2 separate regions of the Sus scrofa genome follow, and region 2 is linked to region 1. Evidence: chromatin contacts called from public Hi-C data. All regions are on one chromosome and are shown on one strand. The core of a region is the stretch at or near the end of the contact, and the rest is flanking DNA. Distances in the headings are between cores, read along the strand shown.

Region 1 (5,812 bases), core at 1,172-3,671:
AAATTTTCTTTCCAGAGGAGATTTTTATCAGGGATTTGAAGGATAGTTAAATTCTAAGAAGCATTCCAGATAGAAGAGACTTAAATCTAATTTTCAAAACAAACTAAATGATGACATAGCAAACTGAGTTGAAAAATCAGCTGACATTTTGTATTCATATCATGCCATTTGTTCAAAGGGCTGATTACTTCATCATTATAACACCCAGAAAGAAATACAAGAGAAAGCTATTGCCATTTGTAAAGGTGTAAAATGTACCAGAGAATAAATAGCATCCCCCATTTATTCTATGAGCACAGTATCTTGGTCTTCTAACTTTTAAACTGTAGTTTATTCTCTAGACCAGGCTTGATCATGGCCTTATCTACAAATGTCAATAGCTTGATTAAAGGTTTACTTTCTCAATAAGCATAAAAAAACTAAACTTCCACTCTATGTGATTAAAAATGTAGAGAAAAACTGGCATGAAATAGTTTGACAACTGCCTCAATTCTATTTTAATAATAATAAAGCTTTAACATCCAAGTGGTTATGAATAACATATTTATAATAAAAATAAAACTATTAAAATGACTTTCCAGTTTACTCAACAGATTTTACACAAACTGACTGTATTTTATATTTATTCAAGGACACATATTTCTACCTGAAAAAAAAAATGAAAATGAGCATTGTACAGGGCATATGATAGGCATTATGTAGGGCAACTTTGATGAGTTTTTGGTATTACCTACAGTTATTTACTAAAGATACATGCCAGTACTCAATATTAATCATAGGGCAATTCAAACTTATTGACACAATACATAAATAAAAATAAAAGACTAAAAAGAACACAAAGAAACATAGTCTGCTCTAATGGCTCTAATATATCAAAAATCATGAAACTCCAATTACACAATTATCAAGGTGACAAATTTCCACCTTTATTTCTCACTTTCATTTCCCCCTAATGATTCAAAGGGTTCAAATTTTTTCTCTTAACTTCCATTTCCCAACAGCCTCTCAAAATGGCAATCTGTTCATGAAGATATGTCTACCTGGGCTCTAATATTTTTAAATTATATTTTTAATCCCCATTTTGGGACTCAGACTCTATGAAATTTTTTTTGTTACTTGTAAACTTTGGATGAAAAATTATACTCATTTAAATGTTGATTTTTTTTCCAAATGGCTTGAGGGAAAGCTTCAAAATACAAAACTGTCTATCAGAAGGAGACTACACTTTTTGTGACCATTCCCTTAAAAGCAGTTGCTGAAACAGTGCATAAATTTGAATTTGTCTCCAACATTCTTTATGCTTTGAACTCCTTTAAACATGTAGAAAACTGATAAACAAGTCTGAACTTTAGTGGACATCTTAAACTGATCTTTTCCCAGTGCCATTCTAAGAAGGGAATTGCCCTCTATTATCAGGTAAGCTGCCATGAAAATTTACTACCAGCCAATCCCTCAGATACCTTTAAAATTCTAAAGTACAACTTTGCATTTCACATCCTCTGCTTTGGATTCTTTTAGTTCTCAGTCTGGAGATGAAGCCATAAAAATGTTTGACATGGCAGAGAGGAAATCAGGTCATTCTAGTAAGAACATAAGCAACATTTTTAAATTTTAAAAGAATATATGTATAGAATGAAAGTAAAAGAACACAAAAATGATCTATCAGCTCTCCTTCCTAGAACTTCATAAATTCAAAAAATATGACTAGTTAGCCACCATAAAGATAATGGAAGGAAAGCAAATACTCACCCCTAACATAAAAAACAAACTAAAGGAGATTGGTGAAAATGGAGATTAAAACCATTCCTAGCTTAAACTCTATACTCCTGAGAATACAACTTGCAAAATAATGGTCCTTAATTGGAGATTTCACAAACTGACCAGATTTTCACTGGAGTGGACCCTAAGAAACATACAGAATATGCATGGCCCTTTTAAGTCCTCTGAACTTTACCACAAGGGACAGAGCTTCAGAAGGCATTCCTTCTGTAAATGTTGCCATTTGAAATCCTAAACCAGTCCTACACAAAAAGTCTCATTACTACCAAAATTGCTAACTTGAAGTTTGCCAAGTCCATAATTAACCAAGAGAAGAGGTCAGCTCAAGTCTTTAGAGAAATTCTAAGCTCCTTTGCCACTGAACACATAAGGAGCTTCTTAAAGGAAGACAGTCCAAGAGAACTTCTCAGGGATAAAGACCATAAAAGTACTGATAGGCATTGGTCTCACTATGGCTGTCCACTCCTAGGTTCTGATTTCCTAAAAATAGACCTCAGGGTACAGATCCCTCTTTCCCTTTGCCCTAAGAAAGCTAAAGAACTCTCCAAGGGGTGTGGCTACCTCTCTCTGAAATCTGATGCTAGTTATGAAGTCAGAGCTTCTCCAGAAATAAAAGGGAGCCTCAGCAAGGGAGGCCCCCCACTCAGGGATTGGATCAGCCCTCAACTCACTCTTCAGCTTCGCCGCTGTTTGCAGCCCAGCAGTTTCATCATGGTGGGTCCTATGAGAAAAACTGTAACTTACAGAAAGATACAGATAGTGGGTAGGAATAAAACTGAGGAGAGAACATATTCAGTATGAATCTGTAGAATCTATTCTGGGGCTTTGCTGAGGTGGGTTAAGAATAGAAGAAATTAATTCAAGCTATTACTTCAACTAGAAAAATACATCTTATTCCCAAAAGCATATTTTATGCTTCACCAACTTTGCTATATCACATAAGGTTTATTATATCTAAATTTAGGGGAAAAAAAACCTTCAACTATAGCAAAATAGTATACCTTAGAAAACAATCCAATGGTGCCAATAACTAAAATTAAGTAAACTACTTCCAATGCATTGGGTAAAAATGTACTGGTTAAAAAGAAGAAAGATTTAAAATGATCTTTTTAATGCAGTCTATATGAACTTCTTAGTAAGTATATCTTTATTAGATATATCTTAAATACACCATAGATTATTATATTTTTCCAGAAAGAATCTGATTTAGCATTTGTTAAATCATTGACTCGTGTATTAAGATGCAGAGAGATGTTCCCTAACTATCTTGTGCAGTAGCTTTTTATTTTTCCTAGACTCAAAAATGTCCTAAGGCAACTCTTATTCTATGACACCTACATGGCTTCCTAAACATCTTGAAGCAAAAAGCACTCTCTTCTGTCAATGCATTTGAAAGAGTACTAGTTGTTTCTTTCTTTCTTCCTCTCTCTCGCCACTGCAGTCCTTCAGTGCTGACCAGATTGCTGGTAAGTGAATCAAGCTTCTCTATTACAGATGTAGGCAGAGAACTGCTTAGTTTCTGAAATATCACTCATCTCCAAGGCATGTTACTGTGTGGCTCAACCTATTAGTATCCAAGCTATGCCTGAATTCTGAAAAGTAAGCATACTTTTTGAGCTTACTTTGAAGATTACTCAGGGAATGAGCTTGGATACATTTAAAAACCAGGACATTTTTGTTTGGTTAAAATATTCTTTGTGGTTAATTTCTTTCTAACAGATCGAGTTCTCTAAGGAACAGCAGGATGGTAAGTTTAAACGACATAGTTTTTAAATGTGCACACTTATAAAGATGGCATGTGAGAAAACCAACTCCTCTGAGATGAGATTAGCTCTTTCTAATTATCCCCACTGGTGTTGCCACTCTAAATATAAATGCTCTCAATCACTCTAAATATAAAGTCTCTCAATGTGAACTTTTTGCTTATAATCAGTAACGAAAAATTTAAGCAAGCAAAAGCTAAATACCACAAAAGAATTCCTTATACTCACTGATTTCTTAATAAAACCAATTTGATACAGTAAGTAATACTACCCGCTATATAACCCCCAAAATGATGTGGACTTAGGATGGTTAATTTGTCAACGAAATCCCTAAAGAGAGATTGGACATGTCTAAATTGTTCAGTGTAGAAAACAAAATTGATTACAAAACTGCTTAATTACCAAATCCACATATCAATGGGCACCACAGTAAGTTGAGAAAAATAGCGGATGAAGGGGATATAGAATAAAAGTGCATTCAGAGACAAAGAGAAGGGAAATAATTTATAAAAAAGAAAAAACTATTGAAGGAAGCTTAGACATCTCCTGGTCCAGTTTTAGAGATGCAGGACAGGCTCCCAGAAAAGTACTGAAACTGGCTTAAAGCTCCCAACAATTAATGTTAGGATCAAAATCTAGTATTAGTTTGAATTAATTAGAAATTTCTATCATACAAACAGTTTCTAACTAGAAGACTTCAAACTTTGGAGATTCAAGAGAATCTGAATAGTTTCCCTAAGACTTCCACTTTTTCTTCTTCAGGTCTTTGGTCCCAAGAGATCTTGTGCCCTATCAATCTTGCTTTTTCACTAGAAAGCTTAGGGCAGAATGTTTATGGAGTGCAAGTGTCACATATTTAAATAAACTGAGACAAAAATACATCTAAGAAGGGAGAAGAGAAAATTTTAATTATATAATATTGTGTAAGTTTTAATATTGGTCATAATAAGTATGTATATATTATATGTTATAATATATAATATGTAAATAATTGTAATAATACTCATAAATGTATGATTATAGTTATACCTCATTTCTCTACCTAAAGGATTCAACATTTTCAGTCTTTTTCAGCGTCCAAAATATCTCATGTTTGGATATTAGTTAAGGAAAAAAGGATATTTGCTATTGTAAAGACATATATTTCTACAGTATGGTTAATGCCTTCATGTAGAGAGAGTAGAAGCTTTGATAACTTAGAATTCAAGATCATCTGAAATTATACTACAAAAGACTATGTTTTCTTATTGAAAACAGTTGATGATTCTACTATAATTGTTTTATGTTTAATGTATTTTTTATTTATTATAATTTTTATTGAAGTATAGCTGATTTATATTATGTATGTTTCAGGGGCGATTCAGTTATACATATATATGTATAGATATTCAGTTACACATATATATACACACATATGTGTATATATACACACACACATACATACATACACTTCAGATTCTCTTCCCGTATAGGTTATTACAAAATAATGAGTATAGTTCTCTATGCTCTACAGTAGGGCCTTGCTGGTTATTTTAACTAGTGATGCTGCAATTATACTGCATTCCAGTCCTCTAAAATATCTAATTTACTGTGTCATTATGACTTCCAAACTATGGCAGAATCAAGCAATAGAAGACTCAAAAACCCTTTCAGAGACAGAAGGGCTTGCAGTGGAACATTTGGATTATTACTGTATGTGAAATAGGTTTTAGATGTAGAGGTTCAGTAAATGTTGGTGTGGGAGACGTTTTCTCCTGTGCCAGGAAAGCAAATCTAAGCATTTTAAATTAAAAGGAAATCTTATATTTTCAGCAATAAAGACTTACTTTGCTCCCGTGTTCAATGATTAGAGTTTTTCTCTTGGCTTCTCTATTTGAATATATCACGAGTTTGGAGTAAAGAAAAAAAAAAACTGGAAAATTAAAGTGTTCTAAAGGTCTAAGTTCTGTGCTGTCCAGTAGAGTTACCACTAGTGACATGTGGCTATTTAAATTTAACCTTTAATTAAGCAAAAATAAATATGTTTAAAAGTCTATTTTCTCAGTTGCACTAGTCATATTTTAGTGCTCAAGAACCACAGGTGGCTAGTAGCTACTACTCTTTTAGAAAGCCCAGATATAGAACATTTCAATCATCATAAAAAATTCTAGGAAGAGTTCCCGTCCTGACTCAGCAGTGACAAACCCGACTAGTATCCCTGAGGACGTGGGTTCAATCCCTGGCCTCGATCAGTGGGTTAAGGATCTGGCGTTGCCATGAGCTGTGGTATA
Region 2 (5,812 bases), core at 1,163-3,662, 49 kb before region 1:
TAGTTGATAAAACAGCCTGAGCATATACAAGGGCTGAATTACCTGTCTTGATCACGGAAGAACTGCCAAATCTCTTTATTGTTTTGTGCCATGTGTTCCAGCCCAGACTGATTCTAATCACCTGTTTTAAAGAACTGATCAGAGTCCCTAAATCATTTAGCTAACTCTATACCCTTTTTGGGAGTTCCCATCATGGCACAGCGGAAACAAATCTGACTAGGAACCATGAGGTTGAGGGTTCCATCCCTGGCCTTGTTCAGTGGATTAAGGATCTGGCATTGCCATGAGCTGTGATGTAGGTCACAGACAGGGCTTGGATCCTGTGTTGCTGTGGCCCTGGCATAGGCTGGCAGCTACAACTCCCATTATACCCCTAGACTGGGACCCTCCATATGCCCGAGGTACGGCTCTTAAAGGCAACAAAAAAAGACATAAAATACCCTTTTCACCTATAATGTAGCGGTAATAAATTTTTGAGTGTTCTTGTAGACTCTTTATTACCTTCCTTAGTGTTAAGAGAATACACCATTCTTGAAAAGGTTGCATTTCATTCAGCAACATTAATTCAGTGCCTATTCCATGCCAAGGCTATGCAGGCTGAGTACTAAGGAATGAAAGCTGACTTTGGCACGGTCCTGCCTTTAGAGAGCTCATAAACTCTTGGGAGAATCAAATGAGTCAACAACCAAATCCAATACCAAGTTGTAATTCTCATAGTAAATATTACCAAGTACTATCAGACTGCAGAAGAGAGGCAGTCCTTCTGAGGCTAAAGGAATAAGGATAACTGCAGGAAGGAGAGCCAAGATAGTCATGGCAGAATGTAGAGAAATGTGGAAGACAAGGAGGAATGGGCAGACCAGTCAGGGGGATTAGGACATTCAGGGGCCGTGCAAAGATGTGAAAAGGGATACATGTTAGGTGGGACGTAAGTCTAAGGTTGTAATTGCCAAAGAGTCTTGGGTTTCATCTTAAGCAGTGTGGATATTATTTTGTTAGCCAGTGGTTATCTGAACCAGCATCATCAGAATTTTCTGGGAATTTGTTGGATGTGCACATTCTCAGACCTCCTCACAGACCTACTAATTCTGAAATCTAGGAATGGAACCCATCAACCTGTAGTTTAGCAAGCCCTCCAGCTGATTCTGATTTACAATAAAGTTTGAGAACCACTGTCATCAGTATCAGAGGCCATATCACCAATGGCAGTTATAAAAAAAGAAAAGAAAAAGAAACATCAAAATGTAGGAAAAACACCCTCTTTTATCTTCAGCAGAGTGAATGAGAAGGCTAGATTTGCAAATGGAAAGATGACTTATGCATTCACACAGAAGATGGATAGGAGAAAGGAAAGGCTGGTAACAGGAAAATCATTAGGCAACTCCCAGAGAAGTACCCCAGGGAAGGACTAAGACCTGAGAAGTGGCAGGGAAGTTGAGCAGAGGGGTTGGACTTTGAGAATGAATGACAGGCAGAGGCCATTCCACTATACAGCACCTTTAAAGGTACTTTTACATTTGCACTCATAGAACATTAGCACTTACAAGATTCTTAGAGATTTTTGAACACTTCCTTTTTGCAAATGTGTGAACAGTCAGTTCCAAAGAGGTTAAGGAATTTAAGGACACAACTAGTGGCAGATTGATTGGGGGTGGGAGCATACAAAGTGCTGATTTCAGAGAAAGTCAGAGGAGGGTTGTCAGGATTTCCATGTATTTCCTAAAACAAAGCCTTCTATTTTTTTTTTTTTCTCTTCTTACTAGTAACTACTATCCCAGAATAGCAAAAGATAGCTTTGCCCCTCTTTGTACCCTTTACATGACATAGTGCAATTTTCAGGGGCAATGACTAAATATTAAGATAGCCTAGTACGCTTCAGGCAAACTACTGTCAAAACCCTTAAATCTAAGCAACAATGCAGCTGTATTAAGGGAACAAAGCAGAGTAGTACAGGGGAGGAGTTGGGGTTGGGTTGAGATTGGAATTAGAGGAATATTTCTTTTTTTTTTTTATTTTATTTTCCCACTGTACAGCAAGGGGGTCAGGTTATCCTTACATGTATACATTACCATTACAGTTTTTCCCCCACCCTTTCTTCTGTTGCAACATGAGTATCTAGACATAGTTCTCAATGCTATTCAGCAGGATCTCCTTGTAAATCTATTCTAAGTTGTGTCTGATAAGCCCAAGCTCCTGATCCCTCCCACTCCCTCCCCCTCCCATCAGGCAGCCACAAGTCTCTAGAGGAATATTTCTTAGGAGCTGCAGAGTCTCCTCCAGGCAGGTATGTACTCCAGGGAACACTTGATGCCCACAGACTTTTGCAGTGACTGCAGTCTGTCACCATTTCTCAGTGACTCCAGGCTGAAACCAAATCCACTGTTAGTTCATCCGCCATCAGTCTGGAGCCAAGCCTAGAAATAGTTCCACTGCTGCTTTAATGGCATTTGGGACAGGAGCAAATGTTCTACACAGTGGCGCCTGTTGGCTCTGATCAGATAAATTAAGGAGTTGAGCGTGTTTCCACCATTTGGTTTAGTTTTATTTTAGTCCCCAAGTCCCTTGGCTTCCATTTTAAGACCTGGCACTTTCTCACTGGCGAAGCCCATCCTGCCTTATCACTGAGAGAAGCTTCCTCAAGTAGAAGCACTGCATGCCATATCCGTCCTGAGGGACAGCCAGGGTCCAGCAAACCAATTGTGCACCTGTTCTGTAACATCACAGAGGCCATCTCTTTGTCTTGACATGCTTAAAATCATCACCCTTCAAAAATAAACCAATGAAGTCTTCTTGAGAGAGAACACTAGGTGAATTTTTTTAAAGGGCATTTCTCAAGATTGGGAGGTAGAGTTTGGGCAAGTAAATTCTGGCTCTGTTTATAGAAAGAGCACATGGTAAGAATTTAAGAATACCTAATTTCATTTTTAAAGAGATTTACTACTCAAATCACAATTTTCCCTCCATTGCAGGTGAATCACATTATCTTGATGATATTCTACTCTTTTCTACCTACAAAAACTGCAATTTTATATAGTTCACATGAATATGAATTTGTATCTTCAGATCATTGGTTCAGCTTTCTCTTTTTATGTCTCTGTGTAGCTACTTCTTAGAATTCCTAATAGCAGGAAGAACCCCATAACCATGAAAAACTGCAAATGACATTACCCTTGTATTATAAGAATCTTCTGTAGTCATAGTTGATTTAGTGGGAACATTAAACAGCTTCTCTTTTTAAGTTCATATACTGCCCTCAAAATATATGGAAAAAATATAGGTCGGTGAAAAAGGAGTAAATGAAAGCAATGCTAATTGCCATGAACTTTGTTTTTCCCCTCTTCCTATCAGCCTAGTTAGCTGTAAACTTCAAACCCATCCTAAGAAAAATGACTGAGAAAAATCTTAGGCCAATCAAGTCATTTCATCAATGATAAGTCTATCTTTTATTTTAGAGATGAAATGTTTGCATTGGAACAGCATTCACATTTCTAGCAGAATCCTGGTATAATGGCTGAAAAGATTTGAATCCTAGTTCTAAGACGTAAAAGCTGAGTGATCTGGGGAAAACTGCTTAACATTTTTGAGACTTCAGATTCCCCAAGTGCAAAATGGGGACAGCGATACTGCTCTCCAATGTACAGTGTGTTTGCCAGGTTTTCACAAGATAATGTTCATGAAGTTCTATGAACAACAATGCCTATACCCCAGGCTCCAAGTTAACATCCCATATATTACATTTCTTTCTTTCTTCCTTTCTCTCTCTCTTTCCTTCCTTCTTTCTTCCTTTTTTCTCTTTTACTTTCTTCTTCCTTTCGTTCTGAGATCAGGATGTTAAAGATGCTGGAAGGAGTGAGGAGAAAGAAAAGCCGGGTAGTGCTTATTACTCTAGTTTATCCCACTATCTTTCTGTTTGTGCCCTTCCCATTCTGCTTCTTATCTACCTTCCTTGGAGTCATGGCAAGAAGTTACAAATCCCTGCTGCTGTTTTATAAGCTTTTGAATCAAAGGGTTTGAGACCAGATAGAAAACTTGACAACTGTTGAATATCAACCTAGCCCGATTATCATTCAAAATGACTTCCCAAGGAGGCCTTCTGAGATGTCCACGGTATTTAGTAACATGATCTAGGTGGCAGTAAAAATTCATTCATTGTGAATTCATTCATTCATTCATACCTCAATAAAAAAATTAGAAAAATGACTTCCTCTCTTTGCATTCGTCTTATTAAAAACCTGTCTTCTCACTTTTTAAATTACTAAAGAAATGGAATGGTTTTAGGACTCCTGGTTTCTAGTTTTTGTTGCTATTTATTAACAAGATGAAAATTTTTTTAAATTAATTAGAGAAAGATTAATAAAGACTTCACCAGGATGGGAATAGAGCAGAGCCCAGGAAAATCATGCTTCTCTGCCCTCTTACCTTAGAGTGAAAATATCTAGTAGAGGAAATGAGAATTTGGGAAGTGAATGAAGTGAATATAAGAAGGACACTCTGTCAGTCAATTTCACCCAAGACTCTCACCACCTCTTGTCAACCTTAAAGGCAAACACATTCGCCTTATCATTAGGACTTAGCATAGGAGCAAGTACACAGGGCCTCAAGAAAGCTGGGTGACCACATACCTTGGGGGTGTCCTGACGTATGCCTATTGTTCTGACTTAATTGTGCCCCTTTCACTATCAAAAGTGTCTTAGTTTGGAAAAAAAAAAAAAGTATATGGTCATCCTATCAAATGTGTTAGTGTTGGGCCTTATTTTATCAATATTTCCTTGGTATTCAAAGCAACCTAAGCCAATTTGAGCTTCATAGCCAGCAGTTCTTTTTGGTAGATATCAGTAGTCTCTAACAAGAAAGAGAGATGAGAGCCAAAGCTTCTGGTAAAGTGACTACCAGGTCAGCATATTATCTAGAAGGCAAATAGCAAACAGAATTCTGTCATTCAGATATACATCAGTTGACCAGCAGTCACAAAAGCATCCATACAGGCATACAGCCTGTTCTGGGAAGTTTCCTGAAGTCTACCTCATTGTTCTTTAGGCATAAAATGAGAATATTGCACAAACCGGTGTCCCAAGGCAGTTATGAGGATGCTCTAGAGGCCTAATCATCAACTTCCAATCAGGGCAGTCAACTGAATTCCTGGTTAAGTTGTAGGGACTAGCAAAAACTTGGTCCTTGGAATTGAACACCTTCCAAAGGGTGTGGGATTGTTGATTTTTCATATTTATAAATTCCTTTTAAAAGTGCCTATTCTATATTTCCAGCCAAACCACACCTTTTTTTTTTTTTTTTTTTTTTTTTTTTTTGGCTGCACCTGTAGCACATCGAAGTTCTCCTCAGGCAAGGGATAGAACCCACACCACAACAGCAACCAAACTGCTGCAGTGACAATGCCAGGTCCTTAACTGTTGAGCCACAAGATAACCCCAAATCATTTATCTTTTTTTTTTTTTTTTCAAGGCCGCACCTGCAGCAGATGGAAGTTCTCAGGCTAGGGATAGAAACAGAGCTGCAGCCTCTGCCCTAAACCACAGCCACAGCAACACCAGATCTGAGCCACATCTGTGATCTAGACTGCAGCTTGCGGCAATGCCAGATTCTTAACCTACTGAGTGAGGCCAGGGATTGAACCCGCATCCTTACGGACACTGTGTCGGTACTTAATCCACTGAGCCACAATGGGAACTCCACACATCTTTAACATCATTCAATTCCCCACTGAAAAAGCATCTCTAACTCCCCTCATGCAAGCTAATGAACTGCTTAATGTGGGTTCAGAGAGTAACATTTGAAGGACTTACTGTTCTTGGAG

Evidence for each region. Hi-C and Micro-C count contacts between places; a contact is called where the count stands out from the background.
Region 2: a Hi-C map of skeletal muscle shows a contact between it and region 1, with 6 times the contacts expected there. The contact joins the enhancer-like site here to the promoter of MYL1 in region 1. A contact is called at or near these places in 9 of 47 Hi-C or Micro-C datasets (adipocytes, embryonic fibroblasts, fetal skeletal muscle and 3 more) and 1 of 2 datasets of contacts at active chromatin or transcription factors (skeletal muscle).

Annotation. Positions count from the first base shown.
Region 1 is chr15:113,047,924-113,053,735 of Sscrofa11.1, reverse strand. MYL1 (myosin light chain 1) reads left to right here and starts at 2,421. Exons shown (of 7, transcript NM_214374.2): 1 at 2,421-2,493; 2 at 3,221-3,245. The coding sequence starts at 2,491. All of the region lies in intron 1 of LOC102160916 (a long non-coding RNA gene), which reads right to left.
Region 2 is chr15:113,097,346-113,103,157 of Sscrofa11.1, reverse strand. No RefSeq gene overlaps it. Among named protein-coding and RNA genes, the nearest start is that of LANCL1, 49 kb to the left of the region's middle. Within about 2 kb of position 2,412, at least 2 of the 83 cell types and tissues checked have an H3K27ac peak or open chromatin away from gene starts, as enhancers often do. A contact at or near this core is called in fetal skeletal muscle and skeletal muscle, where this site is marked.